Linked DNA regions of Callithrix jacchus: region 1 is linked to region 2. The links are chromatin contacts, called in public Hi-C maps. All regions are on one chromosome and are shown on one strand. The core of a region is the stretch at or near the end of the contact, and the rest is flanking DNA. Distances in the headings are between cores, read along the strand shown. Region 1 holds the start of PYURF (PIGY upstream open reading frame). Region 2 overlaps HERC3 (HECT and RLD domain containing E3 ubiquitin protein ligase 3).

Region 1 (4,476 bases), core at 1,957-4,456, 140 kb after region 2:
GAGCACAGGAGTTCCAGACCAGCCTGGGAAACATGAAACACCATCTCTACAAAAAAAAAAAAAAAAAAAAAAAAAATACAAAAATTAGCTGGGCATGGTGTCATGCACCCATAGTCCTAGCTACCCAGGAGGCTGAGGTGTGAGGATTGCTGGAGCCTGGGAGGTGGAGGCTGCAGTGGCCCACAACTGCACCACTATACTCCACCCTGGGTGACACAGAGATAATCTGTCTCAGTAAAATAAAATAAAGTAAGTGTCATCAAATTAAGAAACAATTGGCAAAACAAAAGTAAATCTTTGTGATCACATAGAGAAAAGATCAAGCAGAGGTAAATGTTAGTTCAAATACTAAATGATGCCATCTAGTGGAAAATTTATTTTGACTCATTTCTCTGAATTATGGGTTCACAAATTTTAATGCCCCCAAATTTGGAATTTATGGGTTTTGTTAAAATACATAGTCCAGCCCCTCTAACTCCATATGTGTGATAATCCAAGAATTGTGTTTCAATAGTATCCATATTGTAATTAGGAAAATTCCATTTCACTTAAAAAGAATGTCCCAGAAGTACCTCGTGCTTTCCCTTTTCATCAGAATGTTTACCAGTTTCACCATAATAAATAATTTTATTGCTAAAAACATTTTTTTAATCTGTTAGTCCCTGTGCTAATTGTTTTACTTATATTGTTTTATTTAGCCTGCTCAAATGCCTAAGTTAGATACTGTATTTCACAAGTGAGAAGGCTGAGGGGGAGAACTTAAGTATCTTCTCCAAGGTCACACAGCTAAAATTGTACCTGAACCCAGAAACCATCAGGCTATTGTTCACAGGCCTATGTGACAGGAAAGGTCATAGTCATATGAATAGTGAAAAGGGACTAACTTTAAAAGACCAGTTCCAGTCCCATGAGCCTATATACTGTCACCTACATTTAGCTTAGTATACTATAGGCAAAAATGAATCATTATTTCTTCATTACCGAGGGCTATTTAGGGGCATTTTGCTTTGATATGTTGCAACTTAATATGCACATGGTAAGACAGTCACACATTCAGATATTCCTTAAATATTGGTGTTATAAATTTGGGATGTCTTCAATACTTTGTTGTTACTCTCTATTCTTCCCCTAAATAAAATAAACTGAACTGCTTTAAACCCTCTATGTGGAGGCAAGCTGAAACTAATTTATTTATAACTGGTTAGAAAACCCCCAGCTGATAGAGATCTGCAGCCAAGCTAGGTGAAGCTTAAGCATGGGTGCCTTCCCAGACTCCACAAGGGCCAAGGGTTGGGCCCACTCAGGCTGGCAGAAGTCAAGTGCTGTTTCCCCTTAAGCAGAAACTTATCTTTCCTACAGCTCACCCCCTCCCTTGAGCCCAAAGTATCAACTGACTTCAACTGAAAAATTAATTCCTGCTACTGCCCTAGTCAGAAACAGCGTGAAGGAGACCTAGGAACTTTGAGAGTATGTCGGTGATAACTGCCCTATTCTCTAGTCTATTACTGACTCTAATAATGGAAAGTTATAACTATGAAGGATTTCTTTGTGCGGGAAGGAAGGCTTGGTAACCAGAGACTTTCATTATCTTTTAAATATCTACCCAGTAGAAAGAAGTGTTTCCTTTTTGGTATCTTATAAGCTACATTAGTCTTAGAAATCTTCAGAGTGTTAGTGAACAAAGAACATCAAAGAATTAACTTAAAAAAAAAAAAAGGATGGCCCAAAAAACAAATAAACAAAAAATTAGGATGAACACAAAAATTTCTCAATTTATTTCTACACTGGAGTGGAAAATAAATTTGAAAATATAAAAATATTTTTGTATTCTTTACTTCCACCCCCAGGAACTCAAAATGTTAAATGATAATGCCCCGTAATGCAAAAAAAAGTTCAGACTGATATTCAGCAGTACAGAAGGAAAAAATTTATGACTAACAAAGAATCTTGGAGTCTTCTCACATGGAAAAACTAGATGAAATAAAACTAAAAATAGACAACATTAATGGAGCATTTTAATTTGTGCCGGGCACTTTTGTAAATGTTCCTTGAATGCACAATCCCATTTATCCTCTACCTTGAGGGTCTCAAGGTAGGTACAATCATTCTTATTATTATACAAATGAGGAAAATAAGCAGTTAAGTCATTTGCTGAAGTCATCCAGCTACTAAATTGTGGACGGGGAACCAAGGTGTCAGGCCCCAGAGCCCAAGTTCCCATCTACTAGGCCGTAAGAAAGACACCTAAATGGCGTCACTTCCTCAGAGTCGGAAGCAAACTTGGGATACAAATTAACTGAATGGATCACCCATTTGACTAACAGACATCTGCCTGATCACACAGTTTTTTTAGACTCCTTGTGGCCTCCAAGTTCATTTATAGAAGTAAATTAGTTGTGCTTTATTATGCAAATACTTCACAATGACTGGGTCTTGGGCGGGAAGAATTTATATATTTTGGAGGGTCAGAGACCTAGGCCATTCCTTTCAGGTTCACAGTTTTTTGTGTTTTTTTTTTTTTTTTTTTTTTGAGCCCGAGTTTCGCTCTTGTTACCCAGGCTGGAGTGCAATGGAGCGATCCCGGCTCACCACAACCTCCGCCTCTTAGGTTCAGGCAATTCTCCCGCCTCAGCCTCCTGAGTAGCTGGGATTACAGGCACGCGCCACCGTGCCCAGCTAATTTTTTGTATTTTCAGTAGAGACGGGGTTTCACCATGTTGACCAGGATGGTCTCGATCTCTTGACCTCGTGATCCACCCGCCTCGGCCTCCCAAAGTGCTGGGATTACAGGCGGGAGCCACCGCGAAAAAGCCAAACAAGATTACAGAAACTAATGGTGTAGTGAATATGTACATGAAACAAATGAACGCTTTCAATAAAGCCAATACGATAGTGTGTTTGAAACTTCACCTGGCGGTAACCACGTAGGTCCAAGCCTAACTCCCCACAACTCTGAGGTCCTGCCACTGGCTTCCTAGCACCCCTGCGACAGGACCCCGTGAAAACCCAGATACCTCGACTTAAACACTGGTTTAGTTTGTAGTCGGGTAAGGCGGTGGGGCACCCATCTGAGGCCTCTGCCCTTGGGGCTGTCGTCCCCGCGGGATAGACGCCCGCGGGAAAACCAGTCAGGGCAGGAGTACCCTCGGAACCAAAGCTCCCGCTTCGCCTACTCCCCGGTAGCGTTTCCCGGAGCACCAGGGGGCGGGGGCTGGCTGGCTGGGCTGGCCGGGAGGGTAGCCAGGAGCTCGGTCCCGGCTGGCAGAGATGCAGTGAGGCCCAGTCTCGGGCTGCTTGACCATGCTGAGCGGAACGCGCGGCCGGCTAGCCTCAGAACTGCGGAGAACATGCACGCAGCCGTCCGCAGTCGCTCGTAGGTGCCTGCACGCGTCGGGCTCGCGGCCTTCGGCCGACCAGAACAAGAGGACGGAGAAGACGCCCCGTACCTTCGATCCCGCGCTCCTGGAGTTCCTGGTGTGCCCGCTTTCCAAGAAGCCGCTCAGGTGACTCGCTGGTTTGGGCCCTTCCTTCGCAGCTTCCGGGTTGGGGGAAAGGGAGCGGTGGGCCGCGGCCTCCCGCAGCCACTGGGGCCTTGTAGGTCAGGCAGGTACTCTCCGCTGCCATTTTCTGGACTCTGGCCCCGCAGGACCGGGAGACCGGAGGCCAGGGGAGCCGCGTCCCACATCTGCCCGACCACATCGCCAGACTACGGGAATGGCTTGAAGCGTTTTAGGTTCGCCACCGGCTGCGCAATGCAATCACCCGGGGACCGTTTTAAAAATGCCGATTCCCCGACAGCCCCCAAGACCAGCAGACTCGGAATGTCCGAGGGATGAGACCTGAACATTTGTATTTTTTTTTTTTTCTTTTTTCCTGTTAAGAGACAGGGTGCTCCTTACGTTGCCCAGGCTGGCCTAGAACTCCGGCTTCAGCCTCCTAAGGAGCTGGGGGATACAGGCGCCGCCCCCACTCCCAGCTTATTTGTGTGTTCTTAAACGACCCCGAAATGATTTCTAAGGTATAACCAGGTTTATGAACCACTGCGATTCAGGACAAGGCCAAAGCCTTCTGGTTTTTAAGCCAAGATGATGAAAAGTATTGTTGTACCCTCCAGATTCTTGTGAAGGTGTCGTGTACAACTGGTGCCTGACAATCTTAAGCATTTCACCTGTGTGTGCTGCCCAGTGGCTCTTAGTTGTGGACTAGCAGGTTTCGTAGAAACCTCTTTAACCTAGTTTTTGGGAAAACAGCTCTACAGTTTCCAAGCTACCAGAATTGAATATCAACAACATTAACACTAGTATTACAAATCGCATAAACTAAACACCAAAATGTTATCAGGGACTATCTTTGAATGGTAGATTGCTAGCAGTTTTTTCATATTTCTTTTTTTCCCATAATATTATTCAATTTTCTCAAACCTTGAAATTACTTGATTTGCCTTTATAACTAGCTCACCGCAGACTCACTGCTTTC
Region 2 (4,573 bases), core at 761-3,260:
CCAAAGCAAACCCTGGAGTACACACACACATTGTCTACCTCATTTTAAAACCACTGTTCTTATGTAAAATTTATTTATTTCCCCCATTCAAAGGAGCAGCTGAACATCAATTCTGACACAAACCTACAATAAAATACAGACTTGGAACTTTTTTCTCATTCTTCACCATATGTCCAATAAACCGGAGATGCCTTGGGTGAAGTATAACTTCAGCACCACTTAAATAACCAAGAAAAAACATCATTCTTCCTGTCTTTAATACATACAGGGAAAAGAGGAATAACTGCTCTTGGATCAGTTTTTCTCAACTTTGGCTGGACTTTGGATCACCAAGGGAGCGTTCAATAATCCTGATGACCACGTCATACTGCAGGCGATTAAATCAGAATATCTAGAGGCATCAGTGTTTACAGAGCTCCCAGGTGATTCCAGTGGGCAGCCAAGGTTAAGAATCACTGTTCCAGGAAAAAGAAGATTATGAGATACACACACACACACACACTTACTTCTAACAATCCCAACCACATTCCCTCTTCAATCCTAACCAGGGCACAAACTAAAAGGAAAAGGAGAGGCTATGGTTTACATTCATTAAATTCCCAAGACCTAGAATCAAATGTAGCAAAGGGGTATCTGAATATAACTCCTCCCCTCCCTTCTTTCACTTAGGGCCTGACAGTCATGAATGAGTCAGGCTTTTGTAAAAATAGAGGCTGTGGCTGGGCACAGTGGCTCCTAACTCTAATCCTAGCACTTTGGGAGGCCGAGAAGGGCAGACCACTTGAGGTCAGGAGTTCAAAACCAGCCTGGCCAACATGGTAAAACCCCATCTCTACTAAAAACACAAAAAAATTACCCAGGTGTGGTGGTGCATGTTGTAATCCCAGCTATGTGGGAGGCTGAGGTAGGAAAATCGCTTGAACCCGGGAGGCAGAGGTTGCAGTGAGCTAAGATCACGTCATTGCACCCCAGCCTGGGCAACAGAGTGAGACTCTGTCTCAAAAAAGAAAAAAAGGCGGGGGGAGGCTATAACTATACAGGTGCTTTGTCTTGGTTCAGTAAGTGATACGGTAACAGGGTAAACACATGATTTGATCAGTTTAATAGTTTAAGTAAATGTGTACAGGTTTCAGTTTCAAAAGAAAGAGCAACATCTTCCTAAGTGATGTTTAGTTTCCTTTTTCTTTGTGATCTTACATTTTTCATGCATACCTACCCCTCTTTCCAGTTAAACTCTCACCTGCCCTGTCTAACAGTATGCTACTTCACTTCTTCTCATCAATGTGTTGTTTTCCAGGCCCAACAGTGTTGATTACAATAATAAAAATCAGTTACATATATCAGATACTGTATTTACAAAAGAAAACTAGTTTCATGTTCAATTTCACAGGAAAATTAAAGTTGGACAGCATTATTCAAATCAGTCTCTTGAAGAAATAAACACTTAAACTCTACTACTTATGGACAAAAACTGATTATCCTCCACAGAGTCAGTGCTTTGTGTATTTTGTTTCATTGACATCTTAAAGAAACAAATTATAATCTCAGCTTTCCTCAGGATTTCTCTGTAACACACACACTGAGGCTGGGTCTAAAAACAGGTCTAAAGCAGCAGTTCCAAATCACACCAGATGGCAGCACTAAGCCACCTTCTTCAGACACCTGACCTGGAAAATAGCTAATGATCAGCTTTAGCTGTGCAGCCTACGGCCTCAGGCTCCACCAGGACCTTTTCCAACAAAATCACAGAATCAGAATGACAAGAAGGAAAAAATTTTGTATACTTAAAGATAGCTAAGTATCAAACTAATAGAGAAAGTTTCCAAGACTGGAGGAGCCCCTGGTTTCCACAGTTGCTCATTTTTTCCAGTCAATTATGACTCCTTTATCACCACTAACAGCCCCCTTTCCTTTGCTCTTCCAGGAGAGGCTAAGGATCCATGCACCACTTGGAGCTGGTCCTGTTGACGTGCTTGCTGAATAAAAGCAGGAAGGGTGGGGAGGGAGAAGAAAGAGAGGAGAGAGAGCACAGGGGATGGAGTGCAGCACTGAAAACAAATCTGTGGGGCTTTTCTCAGACTGAATTCCCCCAGCAAGGAAGAATGGAAGGAATTCGAGCCTTGTCACAGATACCTGGATCCACACTCTACCTTCAAGCAGAAAGACAATGTTACACTGTCTTTATCCACTACAGTGATGCAGGAAACAAGAGGAGGGAAATTTTGGTGTCACGTCATGAGCCATGTGCAGATTATAAATAATAACACCTGAAAATCGTGATATCTCATACATACATACATACATGTATATTCAATCACATCAAATAAAAAAACCCACCAAGTTCTCAAATACCTAGCATTTGTTGCCACTTAACAACAAATGCTAAGGAAGGAAAGAAACGGAAAACTGAATAATGCCAAAGTAAGCAAAAACTCCCTAGGCATCCTTTACAGTGTTTTTGGAACATTCATGAATATAAATAAATAATTTCAAATTATAAATTAGAACTCCATAACACCAGGAGAATTGTTGGCACGTCAAGGGAGCCAAATGGAGACAACTTCTTCAAGATTTAGTTTGCTTATTTTAGAAATAACATAAGACTGGTAGAAACAAAGAGTTACATTGCTCTTTACTTTGTAATTACTTGTTAAAATAAATATTGGTTCACCATTATTCCTCCCGAGAAGTAAGAGTCAAAAGAAAATTTTACCTCGTATTTGGAGCAAAGTACAAAAGTTTGGTCTCCTCCAGAGAAGATCTGCTTAACGATATGATATTTAAAGCGATCTGTCAAAAAAAGAATTCCAACAGCATATTTTTCAATAACTGAAGCTTCTCCTTGATCCCTTTTTTCTGCTGTTACAGAATACACTTCAGAGTGGATACCTATCCATTTTAATTGTGTCACTGAAGTAAGAAATCTTCCCTGGCTTGCTGCTTAGGACTGTTTCTACTTCAATTAAAAATAAATATATAAAATGGTATCCTCCACTCTAACTCTACTCTGCCCCTCCCCAGCTGCCAGCTAATCCTGACCTCATTTCTCTTTTTCCTTCTAACTCTATCATGCCACTGACCTGAAATCTGAAATGGGCACTACTCTTTACAGTAACAAATAATTCAGCATGTGAGTGTGGTGGGCCCGTGCCCCTTCAGGATGAAGCTTGCTGTGAAAGGACCTCCATTTCCTGCTCCCTGCTTTACCTCCCATCACACTGTGTCCATGGTGACACTCTCTTGCTACCATGTTGCCTTTATTTCTAATACAACCCACTATTTTACATATCGGTGCCTCTTCCCTCTGCCGTCCCTGGCATACTGGATTCTTTATAAATGAGCTCACCAAGAGCATAACTTGAATGTGCTTCTGGAAGTGAACCTTGGTGGGGCTCACACCAACTCCCTCACAGCCCTCTACACCTGGCTAACTCCAAATCATCCTCAGAGGCACTTCTCAATCCTCCTCTAACCACAATACTCCTCCATGGCTTCCTCTGTGATTCCACATTACCAAGAGCGGTACTAAAATCACATCACTTACATAATTGACATTTACCTGCTTATGTTATAAAATCATTTTGGCAAACATTCAAGCACAAATTTAGGACCACAGAAGTCAGGTTATAATTTAACTTAAAAAATGTGTGGTTTCAAAATAACCTACAAAATACTTGAGTTTCTTAAATTGGTAAACTTCCTAAATAAATGCATTCCACTTGTGAATGCAATGTCTTGGAGAAAAGAAAATTTGCAAATGACAAAGAAGAGGACACAAAGCCATTATTTCGCTTTTGGGAACATCACCCAAACAAAATCTTGTTTATTTTATAGTTGCACTACATTTCAGATGCTCATATATTCATTCCAAAAATGTTTACTGAGAGACAAGTTTATGCCGGGCCCTGTGCTATATCCTAAGTTTACAAAAAGAAAAAGAGTTTGTGTGTGTCCTTGAGTTTCTTATAATCCAGTAGTAACTTATAATTGTTATTGTTTCAGACAAATTCCTGATCAAGCCATAAGTGTGTCACTTTATCGACTTCAAAAGCAAAATTCATTATTAAATTACACTTTTTTAAATGACTGTCTAGCTCCATTTCAGCCTCAGATTTATTATTTCAAGGTGAAACAGTCATTCAATATTAATGACTGCCTTACTTTGATTTCCAGTGAAACCAAGACTGCTATTTATTTTTTAAGAGAAGAAAAAGACATGGCATAAAAAGAAATCACATCATGTTATATACCAAAACACCAATAGCAAAGTAGAAGTTTGTAACACAGTACACAGGATTTAGAATGACCTAGGTTTAAATCCTGCCTCCAGAATCTATGTGACCTTGGGCAAATTACTTGACCTCCTTACAACTTGGTTCCCTTATCTCTAACATGGGGATAACAACCACTAACTATTCGGTTGTTTTGAGTGCTCTGCATGGTAATGAAACTTCACTGGGCATTCAAAATACGCTATCATTATCAGCAACAACAATAAAATGTATACACCACCACCAAGGTCTGTGCAAACAAAATAACACAGTTTGAAGGTATGTTCTCATCAAAACTCATG

The links. A called contact is a pair of places that touch in the nucleus more often than the background predicts.
Region 1: a contact with region 2 is called in a Hi-C map of skeletal muscle, with 4 times the contacts expected there. The contact joins the promoter of PYURF here to the enhancer-like site in region 2. A contact is called at or near these places in 3 of 3 Hi-C or Micro-C datasets (induced pluripotent stem cells and skeletal muscle).

The regions. Positions count from the first base shown.
Region 1 is chr3:109,144,522-109,148,997 of calJac240_pri, forward strand. It overlaps PYURF (PIGY upstream open reading frame), which reads left to right and starts at 3,207. Exons shown (of 2, transcript XM_078366862.1): 1 at 3,207-3,503. The coding sequence starts at 3,301.
Region 2 is chr3:109,007,926-109,012,498 of calJac240_pri, forward strand. It overlaps HERC3 (HECT and RLD domain containing E3 ubiquitin protein ligase 3), which reads right to left. Exons shown (of 24, transcript XM_078366837.1): 9 at 2,714-2,790. Among named protein-coding and RNA genes, the nearest start is that of NAP1L5, 39 kb to the left of the region's middle. Within about 2 kb of position 2,011, at least 5 of the 16 cell types and tissues checked have an H3K27ac peak or open chromatin away from gene starts, as enhancers often do. A contact at or near this core is called in skeletal muscle, where this site is marked.